Linked DNA regions of Sus scrofa: region 2 is linked to region 1. Evidence: chromatin contacts called from public HiChIP or PLAC-seq data. All regions are on one chromosome and are shown on one strand. The core of a region is the stretch at or near the end of the contact, and the rest is flanking DNA. Distances in the headings are between cores, read along the strand shown.

Region 1 (2,805 bases), core at 13-2,512:
TTTGCTACTTAACAGTAAGAACATGTGTTTTGTATAATATATCAATGAATATTAAGGTCTTAGAATTTTAACTTGTAACAATCAGTTCCTATCATATCCCACTTGACTAATTTATTCATATGATATTTAAAATCTGTTTATATGCATATACAGAAATTATTCAAATATGGGGAATTTAATTACTGGAATATTTTTATTCTTCATTTTTATCTTTCATCAAGCATTTGTTTAATTGAATCTTAAAACCTTTGTCTTCAATATTGTCATCAGTGCCTCTGAATTATAATAGAATGGAATTTCAGAAAATTTGTGTATTCCATTTCTTATCTCATAGGAAAGTTCAATTAGTATTTTCATTTACATATTTTATTCATTTAGTGAATATTTATTGAGTGCCTATCTTATGTCAGGTATGTGCCAGACTCCTTGGCTATAAAGGTCTACAAGCAGACAGAAGCTGCCCTCATTGACCTTATGGTCTCGCACAGAACAGATAAATAAATGGGCAGCTAAAGCAGAGGAAAATCCAGGTAGTATGGAGGCTCAGAAACACAGCATCTTGAGGAATTGGGTGTGGCTCCTCAAATGGCCTTAGTTTCCTGGCTCAGGGGAAAATCTTTAATAGAGGAAAGCCCAGTAGAGACGTGAAAACAGAATTGAGGAGTAAAGAATGGAAAACAGAGATATGGTTAGACTCTTACGGTCATTAGATGCAAAAAACTCCACATATTTTGATAAATACCAATATGTTTTTGTGGTATGCATGCCTGCTGTTTTATATTTACATCAGAGTCTTTTAAAGAGAAGTGTCAAAAGTATCCTTTGCTTGTCATGCTTATTATCAGCAGGTTTACTGGCCCCTCTTCACCTAGATCATGTTGCACTGTAAAATCCTGCAGGAAGCTCCCTGGAAAGGTCTTTGAACAATAGGTGGCCGGAACAGCCCTGAGCCACACGTGCTGCCATTTCTGGCAAAATGCAGCATGTGAAAGCTGCTGCAGTGGTCTCTATCTCCTTGCTTTGGGGGGACTGTTTCTCTTTCTTGCAGTTATAATCAGGTATTTATGTTGATTTAATATATACAGATTGAAAAATTACACTATGGAGAGTATGTTTAGAAATTGAAATGTAAATCAGGAGATAGTGTAAAAAATGATTTATTTCTTGCTATTAAGAGCGTGCATTGCAGATTCATGCAAGGCAGTTGAGAGTAGTGTGCTGTGTGCTGTTTACACAAGTTTCAGCTTCTGTTAGAGGATGTCTATTTTTATATATTACATCATCGCTGCTGCAGAACTCCCGTGGCTGCTGGGATTTACTGTTCTTTCATTCCATTCTGAAAGAAAGCTTGTATTGATGTCATAATTGGACCCATCTTTTGGTTGCACTTGGAAATTGAAAGTAATAAGGGTGTTGTGTAGCAAGTCATGCAATATTTCAAGTAGTTTATTTGTCAGAAAGATCACTGCCACTTTGTCCTGCCTCTAATTGTGAACACTGGTGGCTCTCTGTGCCTGCACATGTTTTAAATACACTTGGCTAAAATTTAACTTTTAGTCTCAACAGCAAAGATCCTTTCATCTTCAGCTGTTTCATTTATGTGATTCTTTCTTTCTTAGGAGATTTTGCAGTGCTAATATGCTGATTTGAAAAATGTCTCTTTTCTTTGGAAAAAATCTACTTTGATATTCAGATCTACTTCTTATAAGTGCAGAATCGACCTTTTACAATTAAGTTATCAGTTCTAAGTTGTCTGTTTGTACTATTTGAAATATTAGGTGATTGGGTATTCTCCTTTGATTTTGCATCCTATGTTAAAACACCTTTCTATCAGCTAAAAGATATTGTTGACTGGCCTCTGGAAGAAACTCTAGCATGTTATTCAATGTATGAATGTTAAGTTTACATCACTTGTGAAATGAAGATTTTAATGTTTCATATTAATTTTAAGATGCTATACTACTATATTGTGTACATATTTATGTGTATAAATGTTCCTCCTTATAGTCTCTCATAAAATCAGTCATTATCCATATCTCACAAGTAAATTTTCTCCCTTCTTTAAAAAAATTAATTAGGAATGAATTTACACATTAAAAAAATAACAGCTTATTGAGTTACAATTCACATACAGTTCACCTATTTAAAGTGCATAATTTGGTGTTTCTTTTTTTTATTAAAAAACATGTAAATTTATCATCTTAACCATTAAGTGTATAGTTCAGTAATGTAAAGAATATCAGAGATAGTGACTGACTTGAAGGTACTCAGTTCACAGGTGTACCTTGCAGCCTTTGTGATTGTTTAAATTACACATAGGCTGAGAAATAACTTTAAGATATTTTGGAAAAAAATAATTAAAATTTACTAGAAAAAAATAGGCTTCCTGAGCAATCGTTTATATTAGAGAGATTTCTTATAGGCTTAGTGTGGGTCAGTAGCCTTTTATTTTTTCCTAGGTCGTCTTCTCTTTTGAGTGGAATACTGGTGGTATTGGATGTGGTATGGGATTTAGAATTGCTAGCCTAGAGGAGAAATGATGTGACCACAGAGTGGGCCAGATCTGAAACACAAGTTGCTACTTGGAATAAACGGTGGAATAATTCCAAAAGGAAGGATTTGAAGGTGAAAAAGGAAGTATTCAGGTGTCTTGCTTTCTATTCAATGTCTGTGAGGATAGCAGGATAGTACTGATAATTGGTCACCAGTGGCTTTGGTACAATCCGTAGACTTTTAGGAGTGATAGAAGTGGTGGCAATAAGTTGTAGCATTTCCTTTCCACTAATTATTAACGTATTTCTACTT
Region 2 (2,700 bases), core at 110-2,609, 87 kb after region 1:
ATGTGTAATTTAATTCTCTCTGTGTTTAAAAAGATATTCAAGGGAGTTCCCTGGTGGTCTAGTGGTTAGGATTTGGCACTTTCATCACTGTGGCCCTGGTTCAAACCCCGGTCTGAGAACTGAGACCCCACATCAAGCTGCTGCATACTACAGCCAAAAAAATAAAAATATGTTCAAAAGCTAGAAAATGGAAAAGGAGATAATAATTAGATGTGTTGGTTTTAAAGCACTGAGGAAACCCCTTAAGCAATTTGCATTGAAGAACATGTATGACTCGTTTAAATATTTTATTATGAAGATTATTTGAAATAATACATATATGTAAAGTAATTGAAATGGAAAGAATAATTATATTTAAAAGAAGGCTCAATAAACTGTAGAATCTATTATATTGGTATGATAGATTTAATACTAGTTACTACTTCAGCTTTTCTCTCCTAGAAATCGGCGTATGTTTACAAAAAGATATTTTCTTTTGACAAAGCTACCAGAGTAATCAAGCAGATAAATCTTCTAGATATACTATTTTCCTCTCTCTCCACCCCCACACCCCGCTCTCTCTCTCTCTCTCCCTCTCTCTCCCTCTCCCTCTCCCTGTCTCTTCCTCCCTCTCCCCAACTCCCACCTCTTTCTCTCTCGAACATTATTAGTATTACAGAAGCTAAGATGCTGGATTCTGGTGGCTTGGCATCAATAGCCCAGTAGAATGATGTGGGTAGTGGGGTGGGAAGGTAGGGGGACAAGGTGAGGCAGGACGATGGTAGAAGTCAGGTCTGGTTGTCGGGTAGGGAGAGAAAGACTGCTGAGCCCAAAGTAGAGATAAAAGTCAACAGACTACATATAAAGTCAGGAAAGGTCAGAAAATGTCAGTGGCAATGAGAAAGGTCAAGAGGTCAACCAGTAAGAAGATGTGCTCAGTGGTGGAACTTTCTGAATTAAGTCTTTAATATAAAGCAGCTTCAAAAGAGTAAGAGTCCTGTATCTGTGGATGGCAGAGATGTAGGGGACAGTAGAAGTTAGCTCACCATGATAGATGTTAAAATGTGGCTGAGAAGTTCCCACTATAGCTCAGTGGGGTAAGAACTCAACATAATCTCCACGAGGATGCCAGTTCCATCCCTGGGTTAAGGATCTGGCTTTGCTGTGAGATGTAGTGTAAATCACAGATGCGGCTTGGATCCCATGTTGCTATAACTGTGGTGTATGCTGCAGCTGCAGCTCTAATTCAGCCCCTAGCCTGGGAACTTCTATATGCTGCAAGTGCAGCCCTAAAAATAAAATGTGGCTGAGAAACAGCACTGAAGAAGGCGCTCTTTGGGGCATGCCTGGCATATGGTAGTATTGAGAGCTGTCTGTGCCAGCAAGAGCCAGGTTGGCTTGTGTCCACTGTAGATGTTTCAGGTCATGTATGACATACCTTTGGCAATATAAAACCAGGTTTTTGTGGTTGAAAAATAAAATTCCACTAATAAGGTGAGGTTTTAATGTTTCACAGAAAATCAATCCTTTCTTTATATGCATGCACTTAATACACATTTAAATCTGTTGTGGGCTTACCTGTGAATTTTGAAGAATTTATACTAAAATCATCTTTAGTCTTGTCCTTACTTATTTGCCTGTGTAATTTCCACTTCCCCCCAAAAGAGAGGGAGAGTGCTGCTAGATTTTTTTTTTCATAGCTATTAAAAATGGTAGGTATTATGCTTAAGCTATATCATCTGAAAGCCTAATTGATGCCAAGTGTCTTAATTTTATTTATGACACCTTGATTTACATCCCAGCCTCATTATGATCTTCTTTTTCCTTTTTTCAAGGTATTTATACAAATCAGAGCTATAACTGTTTGCTTGTGATCTAGTTATTCTGCGTGTGCTTATTGTTGTATTATGACCATTTGCTTGTGATCTAGTTATTGTGTGTTTGTGTGTGCTTATTGTCATATTCTGATGCTTTGTTTTGAAAAGAGTTGACCTTTCAAATCTGGAAATAATGTTTTAATGTATTATTAAATCATGTCTCAAGAGTTGTCCCAAAGCTTTTATAAATGGAATTGAGTCTATCGCTATCAACATGAAGCAGTATTTCTTTCGAAACTTAAACGTTTAACTAGAAATTCTGAGTAGAGAGTTAAAAGTAAAAGTGACTCATTGGATTTCCATTGCTGCTTCTTTTGACACCAGGAAATGTCACCACACACCACTGCTTTTTTATGCCCTTTATAATTAAGAAATAATGTCCGTGTCAGGCTTTCTTTACATCTGACTTCATCCATGATCTCATTTATTTCTCTGAAACGTTGGAGAATGAAATTGGGGAAGTTTGATTTTTTTTTCCCTATTCATTTTGCTCAATTTCTTCAGTTCTTAATGATAAGATGATAAAACAGCTTATCATTCTGAGGCAGAAATCATCATTTGAGTGACTAAATGCCTTTATAAAAATGTACTTTTTCTTAAATCTACTTCCATGACTATCATCTTTTCTTGAATATATTTCTGTACTCAGAAACTATGCTAATGTTTGTTATGATTTGTCTAGTTAAAAAGACATAGATTTTAGGGAAACATACTATGTCCTTAAGAAACATAAATTGGGGAGTTCCCTGGTGGCCTAGCAGTTAAGAATCCAGTGTTGTTACAGCTGTGGAATGGGTTTGATCCCTGGCCTGGGAACTTCTTCATGCCATGGGCGCAACCAAAA

What was found. HiChIP or PLAC-seq counts read pairs in DNA pulled down with a chosen protein or histone mark.
Region 2: a contact with region 1 is called in an H3K27ac HiChIP or PLAC-seq map of alveolar macrophages. The contact joins two enhancer-like sites. A contact is called at or near these places in 2 of 47 Hi-C or Micro-C datasets (epiblast stem cells and liver) and 2 of 2 datasets of contacts at active chromatin or transcription factors (alveolar macrophages and skeletal muscle).

What each region holds. Positions count from the first base shown.
Region 1 is chr8:48,164,824-48,167,628 of Sscrofa11.1, forward strand. It overlaps LOC110262100 (rap guanine nucleotide exchange factor 6-like), which reads left to right. Exons shown (of 7, transcript XM_021101306.1): 7 at 1-2,805. Among named protein-coding and RNA genes, the nearest start is that of RAPGEF2, 17 kb to the right of the region's middle. Within about 2 kb of position 1,263, at least 29 of the 83 cell types and tissues checked have an H3K27ac peak or open chromatin away from gene starts, as enhancers often do. A contact at or near this core is called in alveolar macrophages and skeletal muscle, where this site is marked.
Region 2 is chr8:48,251,427-48,254,126 of Sscrofa11.1, forward strand. All of the region lies in intron 11 of RAPGEF2 (rap guanine nucleotide exchange factor 2), which reads left to right. Among named protein-coding and RNA genes, the nearest start is that of RAPGEF2, 69 kb to the left of the region's middle. Within about 2 kb of position 1,360, at least 3 of the 83 cell types and tissues checked have an H3K27ac peak or open chromatin away from gene starts, as enhancers often do. A contact at or near this core is called in alveolar macrophages and skeletal muscle, where this site is marked.